2 separate regions of the Arachis hypogaea genome follow, and region 2 is linked to region 1. Evidence: chromatin contacts called from public Hi-C data. All regions are on one chromosome and are shown on one strand. Each heading gives the region's core, a stretch centred on a gene start, on an enhancer-like site or on the middle of the called end of the contact. The rest is flanking DNA. Distances are from core to core; before and after follow the strand shown. Region 1 has its middle 19 kb from the start of LOC112722615. Region 2 holds the start of LOC112722614 (agamous-like MADS-box protein AGL8).

What was found. A called contact is a pair of places that touch in the nucleus more often than the background predicts.
Region 2: a Hi-C map of leaf shows a contact between it and region 1, with 5 times the contacts expected there. The contact joins the promoter of LOC112722614 here to the enhancer-like site in region 1. A contact is called at or near these places in 2 of 8 Hi-C or Micro-C datasets (both in leaf).

Annotation. Positions count from the first base shown.
Region 1 is chr11:130,145,245-130,149,010 of arahy.Tifrunner.gnm2.J5K5, forward strand. No RefSeq gene overlaps it. Among protein-coding and RNA genes, the nearest start is that of LOC112722615, 19 kb to the left of the region's middle. Within about 2 kb of position 1,372, at least 3 of the 3 cell types and tissues checked have open chromatin away from gene starts, as enhancers often do.
Region 2 is chr11:130,188,802-130,192,611 of arahy.Tifrunner.gnm2.J5K5, forward strand. It overlaps LOC112722614 (agamous-like MADS-box protein AGL8), which reads left to right and starts at 2,141. Exons shown (of 8, transcript XM_025773708.3): 1 at 2,141-2,537. The coding sequence starts at 2,365.

The DNA.
Region 1 (3,766 bases), core at 122-2,621:
GATATGATTTCATGAAGATATTATTGATATAGCCCAAGAATTGAAATATGTGGATGTTACTAAGCTTGTGATGATAATGTTCCCTCAGTTGGGCTGACCATTGATTTTTCTCAAGCATCTGACACTTCATATCATTGAGGGATACATTTCTGATTTCCCTTCATCCTCGTAATTCTGCTAAATAATTCCATGATATTTTTTTTGAGATATTATAACAAGTCCCAGTTTAAAAATATCTTAAAGATATTATTTTCTGATGTTATATCCATTACAATCAAGTTTTGTTCAAACAATTAGAATCAGTTAGTTATATCAGGAATGTATATCTAATATATTTTCAAATTTTTAAAAAATTGATATTGTTACATGTAGTCTTTCTTAAAAATATCTTCTCCTAAATGTCTTTTCTTAATACTTAAAAAGTAAATAGTAAAAAATTGCACTTTGCAATTGAAAAATAAAAGAAAGAATTCATTCCTATTAATATGAGAAATGATGACATAAAATAACTTTTAGAATTTGTCTATAATATGTTTCAGGAGTATAATAATATTTTTTGAAAAATTTTATGTACTTTATATTAAAATTTAAGATTTCTAATAATTTTCGTAAAATATATTTTTTTATGATATTCTTAACTAATAGTCAATTCGCATGTCCGTTTAATTTAAATAAGTGTCGAAGATTTGAAGATTATCTTGTATATATAAGAGTCTATTAGTTAGCAATATATCCTTAAATGAAGTTAAAATCTACAAATTAACTCTAGACGACAAATCTAAAAAATATCATAGAAAAAATCCCTAATATTTTTAAGATAGATATCAATAAATTTTATTATTTTCTGATCTTCTAACTCTGAAAAAAGTTGGCTAATTTTTTTAGATATGAAAGATAATTATTGTGTATAATTCATCCTAATAGTTAATTTGTGTGTTTTTTTATATGAATTTAATTTTTTTAATTTTACCTCAAATTTAAAGAATAATAAAATTTCTAGAGAAATCAGAGAGTCAAATTTTCTAAGTTCATAAATCAAAAGGTCTAATTTGTATTGAAATAATTTGTTTTTCATTATGAAACAAATCAAAAAATCTGATTTGCATATTTAAAAAATTAATATTAAAATACAAATATAAGAGTCAATTTGTATGTTTAAAAAAATTTAAAATAAAAAATCTAGTCCTCAAATTTATATGTTAACTAAAAAAAATAAAAGTTACGACCCTTAAATTTGTACTCTCCACATAAAAAGAAAAATACATCGAGTCTTCACATTATTTTTTTTTAGTCAATACAACACAAAACACACACCCACCCCACTTCCACACCCATTGATACTCTCTTTTTCATCAAAAGAAATTCAAACCCATGTGACATTTTTAAGAGGCAAATGTATTTACTATTGGGACAAGTCTCACCACAGTCTTCACATTATTTAAAAACACCATTGAAAACCTAACACTAAAATTAAAAAGCAAAAAAGGTTTGTTCTAAACACAAACAATTGATAGGACTGTGGAACTTTTTTTTTTTTTTTTGGGTCAGAGGACTGTGGAAACTTTAAAGTCAAAAGGAAAAAGCAGCAGGCCAATATTATGGGTTCGGCCTCAGACCTTGGGGCCTTAATTAGCAATGAAATGAGTGCCTTTTGGTAAACACACCCGACAGACACACTCAAATATGTAATCCAAAAAGAATATTCTGTTCATGTCAAATATTTTTTTATGTTTTTATTTTTAATCATAATCTCCATTTTGTTTCTCTTTTTTTTTATCACATTCAGTTCCCTTCTCACCTTAAATGTCATTTCGGGATACAAATGCTATGCCTATGCTGAATTAAAAGTTTACGCGCACATGAAACGTATTGAATAAAATAATATTAAACAAACTAAAGGTTTTCACTAAAATCATAAAAAGTTATGCATTTGTAGCAAGTAGCAACATGGAGTTTGATTGAACAACAATGTTTACATTTTACAACACAAATCATTTTAATTTATTGTGTTTATATTATGTTCAGCGACGGAAGAAGACAGAGTGGGGGCAGCTGTCGTCCCCAAATAGATTGATCATTGATTAGGGATTCATCATTGAAGGTAATTATTTGAATTATATTATTTGTATTATAAATTTATTTGTAATATATTATTTTATTTTAGCGTTGAGCACGAAAACCTAAACCGGCTAAACGCGAAAGCAACAAGGCAAAGTAGGCAACAACACCCAAGACAACTACATAACAAGGGTGTTAATATTGGTTAATTTTTTTTTATTGATTAAATATATGTGTAATATATTGTTATTGGAAGATTAAGTATTTTTTTTATATAGTGTTTTATTTAAATCGGACAGTTCGATTTGTTTGAAAAAAAAATAAACTACAAATCAGAGGGTCCAATTTATTTGAAGAAAAAAATAAACTACAAATCAGATGGTCCAATTTGTATTTTTTATTTTTTTATTTTTTAAAATAAAAATCGGATGGTCCGATTTCAACATTAAAATTTTTTTTATTTTCGAAATCACAAATCGGACTGTCCGATTTGTGATTGTTTGTTTATAAAAAAAATAATATAGACAAATCGGTGCCTCCGATTTATATATCTCATACCAGTATAAAACACACATCTCTTCACAATTTTTTGTTATACACTTCTCTCTCTCACACATAAAAAATAATAAGCGTGTTAATATTTATTTATTTTTCTTTAAAATAAAGCAAAACCGATGATAAATTACACAAACTAAATCAGTCCCTATTTTTTATTTTAAAAAAGTATATTTTTTATTTTTTAGATTCACTAAAGGAATTAATAAGCACTAAGTTTGAGAATAAGGACTTACACTACCAAGTACTCTCTGTTATAATTTTTTTGGTTTAATTATTCTATTGATCTCTATAGTTTTGTGAAATTTTTAATTAGGTCCTTATACTTTTTTTTCTTTTTAATTAGATCTCTGTACCAAAATTTTTTTTAATTAGGTCCCTCTTAATAGTAATTGGTCTAATTATATAGGAACCCAATTAAAAAAAAAAATTGGTACAGACACTCAAATAAAAAAAAATATATAGACACCCAATTAAAAATAAAATTTGGTGCAAGGACTCAATTAAAAGAAAAAAACAATAGAGACCTAATTGAAAATTTTGCAAAACTATAGGACCAACAGAGTAATTAAACCAATTTTTTTAGAAGAATAAATTGTGTTTTGCTAGAATTTTTTTAGAAGAGCAAATTCTTTTTTTTTTATTGGTGACCTGTTATTGTGCTGTGACTACAAGGTGTATATATTGTATGACAGAGAAGGAGAAGATTGATGAAAGATAATGTGATGAATTTGAGAAAGACGACTGTGAGAACTTGCAGTTTAACTCAAACGATATCAAGGTAGAATTGGAGAATTGTGGAAAAAGTCTGATAGGATGGCTAATGGTAGACACTACCTTCTCAGTTGGTACTTTGGAGGTAGCCCTATGAGCAATATGGGGGAGACTTGAGGGGTTTAGGGTTATAGACCATGATGATAATATGTTTCAATTTTTTTTTAATTGAACGTGGATCATCATGGTTATTCAAAAACTTTATCATTCATCCTAGGCAATGGAAGGAAGGAATGGTAATAGAAGAGCAAGATTATTCGTATGTACCTATTTGGATTCAAATTGGGGGTCTTCCGAAACACTGTAAAACCCTAGAACTTGGACAAAAAATAGGCAAGCAACTTGGAGAGGTGTTAGAGGTTGACTTTTTCAATGTGCG
Region 2 (3,810 bases), core at 891-3,390, 44 kb after region 1:
CCGGTAATTATAAAAAGGTAGATATAATTAAATAATTATATAAAATATTTTATATTACTGATTAATCAAAATTTTATATTTAAATTAATATTAGTTAATTCTCTAATTTTTTTAATACTACGTTTTCAGCAGTGATATTTTTCAACATTAATAGTATCATTATCACTGTATATAAACAGTGTTGTCCTTATTGATATTTTCAATGCAATGTTGACCTAACTATCATCATCACTGAGATGTATAATAGCAAATTAAGATGCTACTTTTTATATCCGGCGGAGTAGGTTGATTATTATATAATTAGTGTAAATAAATGGTATGGTAATTAGTATATATATTAATAAGTTTGTAATGCAGAAAGCTAATCATCAACTACTCGAAAATAATAACCATCATGTATCACGTACACTATATATTATTAAGTAATGGATAGAATATTCAAAATTTTTATAATGATGTTTGAACTTTTAATGACATATATAAACTAATTTGTCATGTTTTGTTTTTTCTTTTTTACAATTTGTTGTGACTATTTATACATCATACGTTATATTTTCCTTTATAAAAATAAGTAGGAAAATTCTGTTATTGAATGCATTTTTCTTGTTATATGGAAAAGCTCTCACATTTTACCAAAATAGATGAAGAGGGTGATGATGTACTATTACTAGTACCAGAGTATAAAAATTATTCATAGTTTCGTTTTGTTTGTTTCATTGTTTTACATAAAGCTGAGTAGCGTGCATAGTGGAGGAGGTTCAAACTATTTTACAAGTTTAATTATTTTTTTTTTAATAATCCCACTAGATAATCAACAGAAATTTAGTCATCAATAAAACAACAAATATTTTTAAACTGTACTTAATACTAATTAATTGTTATTAATTAATAATTATTTAAATTTTATTTTTAAAAATATAAAATTAATGATTATTAATTACAGTTATTTAAAATTAACTGATTAAAAATTATTTACTTATTCTTTTCTTTTTCTTCTTTAAATAGGTTAGGATTAAACTCACAACTCACAAGAATAGTTTGTTTGGCTTGTAAAGGTGTATAGCTGGTTTGGGCATGTAAAAACTAAAAAGTGTAATAACTAGAGTTTAACTTTATAGCTTTTTATGATATTTATATAAGTTTATTTATTATGTTATTTATTTGATTATATTTATATATTTTTATTTTTAATTATTTATTACTTATTTATTTTGAGTTAAGACAGTTAAACATGTTATAACCATACTAAATATATATTAAAATTAGTCATTAAAATTAATTATTAATATAAAATAATATTAAAGTATAAAATATACATTAAAATTGAATTAAATTACTGATGACTAATTTTGGTATATAAATAATATTTTAAATCTTTTAACATACTTTAAGTTTATTGCATACTTCAGATCAAACTTAGACTAACAAATTTTGTTATTGGCCTAATCTATTAAAAATTTAAATTTGGTCTAATCTAACATAGCATTTTTACCTCACAAAATCATAGTAATTTTATCAATGAATTTTGTTAGTCTTATTCTTTCCTCTAAAAATAATTAATAACACCACATCATTTTAAATTTTCAATAGATAATTTTTCTGTTAAACTATTTTTTTATTTGGAGTAAAATCTGCTAATTCATCAACATGGATACATTTTAATCCTTAATCTTAATTATATAATATAAAGACAAATTATTGAAACATCTAAATTCTGAATAGTCTGTGTCACTTAAATATGTGCCAGTACATCCATCTAATAGTGTTGATGAGATTAACAGCAGTTAACCACTGTTTTCTACGGCGGTTGGAGTTGAAGTGATGGGTAGCCTATGAATGCTTAATTTAATCTCCTTATTTTATTCAATCTAACCACATAATTAATTGATCCGCTAAGAGCTTTGTACTAACTTTACAGTGAAAGAATTGATAACGACAATCTGAGTAGCCAATCATAAATCGACAACGAATTTGACGAATCCGCTCTGGTATTGGAAAACCACCTCTCCCGTCACCATCAGCGGTTTCTTTTCTTTTTCCCAATTCCGAATTTTATTAGTAACATTCACCAATCATAATTTTTCATTTCAATTTTTTTAATTAATTAATAAAAACACCAAACCAAACCAAAACAAAACAAAAAGCAAGCAAGAGGAGTGAGGAGAGCAGAGAATTGAAAATTCAACTCACCGATTTGTGGTAAAGTCTCTCTCTCTATATATCCCTCTCTCTCTCTTCGCTGCTTCTTCAAGCGTATACAATTGAGGAAAAGAAGGTAGCTAGGTAGTGCATGCGTATGTGTATACGTATACGTAGGTAGGTACGGTGAGAGAGAGAATCGATCGAGAGAGGGAACTTGGATCGATGGGAAGGGGAAGAGTGCAGTTGAAGAGGATCGAGAACAAGATTAATAGGCAAGTCACGTTCTCAAAGAGAAGATCTGGTTTGCTGAAGAAGGCAAACGAAATCTCAGTGCTATGCGATGCCGAAGTCGCACTCATCGTCTTCTCCACCAAAGGCAAGCTCTTCGATCCCTGGTTCGTACCTTTTCATTCTCCCTCTCTCGAATCCAAAATCGCCTTTACTTAATTTTACTGCTCATAACTATACATAATATGGATCTTGATTAATTAGTGAAATGTTTAATTTCTGTGTCGAAATTACTTAATTAAGAACGCCACCGATTATGTGTTTTCATCTGTTTTACATTAAGAGTACTGTCCATATGCAGTAGTAAGAGTATATATGCTTTTACATTTCCTATTTCCTCTTATATATATGCTTTCTATGTGTAACAAACTCTGCTTTATACTTAATTAAGTTTGATTAACTTTCATATTCCTAATTAAGATAGTATTTTGTTGAACCAGATTGGGATTGGGTGCTTATTAGAGAAGCTAATAAGTTTGGCTAATAATTTGAATTTCCTCATATGGATAATAGTAATGCGTACGTAAGTTTTGAGATGAGAAGGGGGCATCTCCATCTGACATATATATATTCGCGCATACACGAACCTGAGAAAACTTCAGAAAATTGACCAAACACTGTAAGAATCGTGTAAAGACAAATTCATTTTAGAAACTGCACCACCTTTTTTATATCCAAGGATACATAGTGCACTTAATAATATATAAATAATTAAGTGATCCATATAAAATATCTATATATCACCTCTTGATATTAGTGCTGCTGCCTGTTAAATTATCTAATGAAAAATAATAGCACAGATTATGGAATATCCCAAGGGGGATTAGCAATTTATTATTACACTATCAGTATAAAAAAAAATATTAGGTAGAATCAGAATTTATTATTTTTAATTATTATTTAATTATTATTTTAATTTTTTTAGTTTAATAATTTAATTATATATTTTATTGTATATTTATAATTATTAATAATTTATTAATAGTTAAAAATAATAAATTTTAATAATTTTTTAATATTTTTTAAAAAAATTAATCATTAAAATATATATTTATACATAAATATATAATAATTAATTTAGTGATTAATTTTTTAGTGTCTACATAAATTTTTTTATTATTATTACTATTAGATAATAAGTACAAAGAGAATTTAGGCACATGAGGACGGAGCAATGGAGCATTCTAAATGAATATATCAATATACAATACATCTATCCATATAACATTAGATACTCATGTTATTAGTATTTATTGTTTTTTTCCATAGCCAGGTTTTCTTTCACCATTTCCAGGCTCAGATATTTGTTTTTGTTTTTTCATAGCCAGCTTTTCTTTCCCTATATCCTGGCTCAGATATTTAGCTTTTATACATATCCTA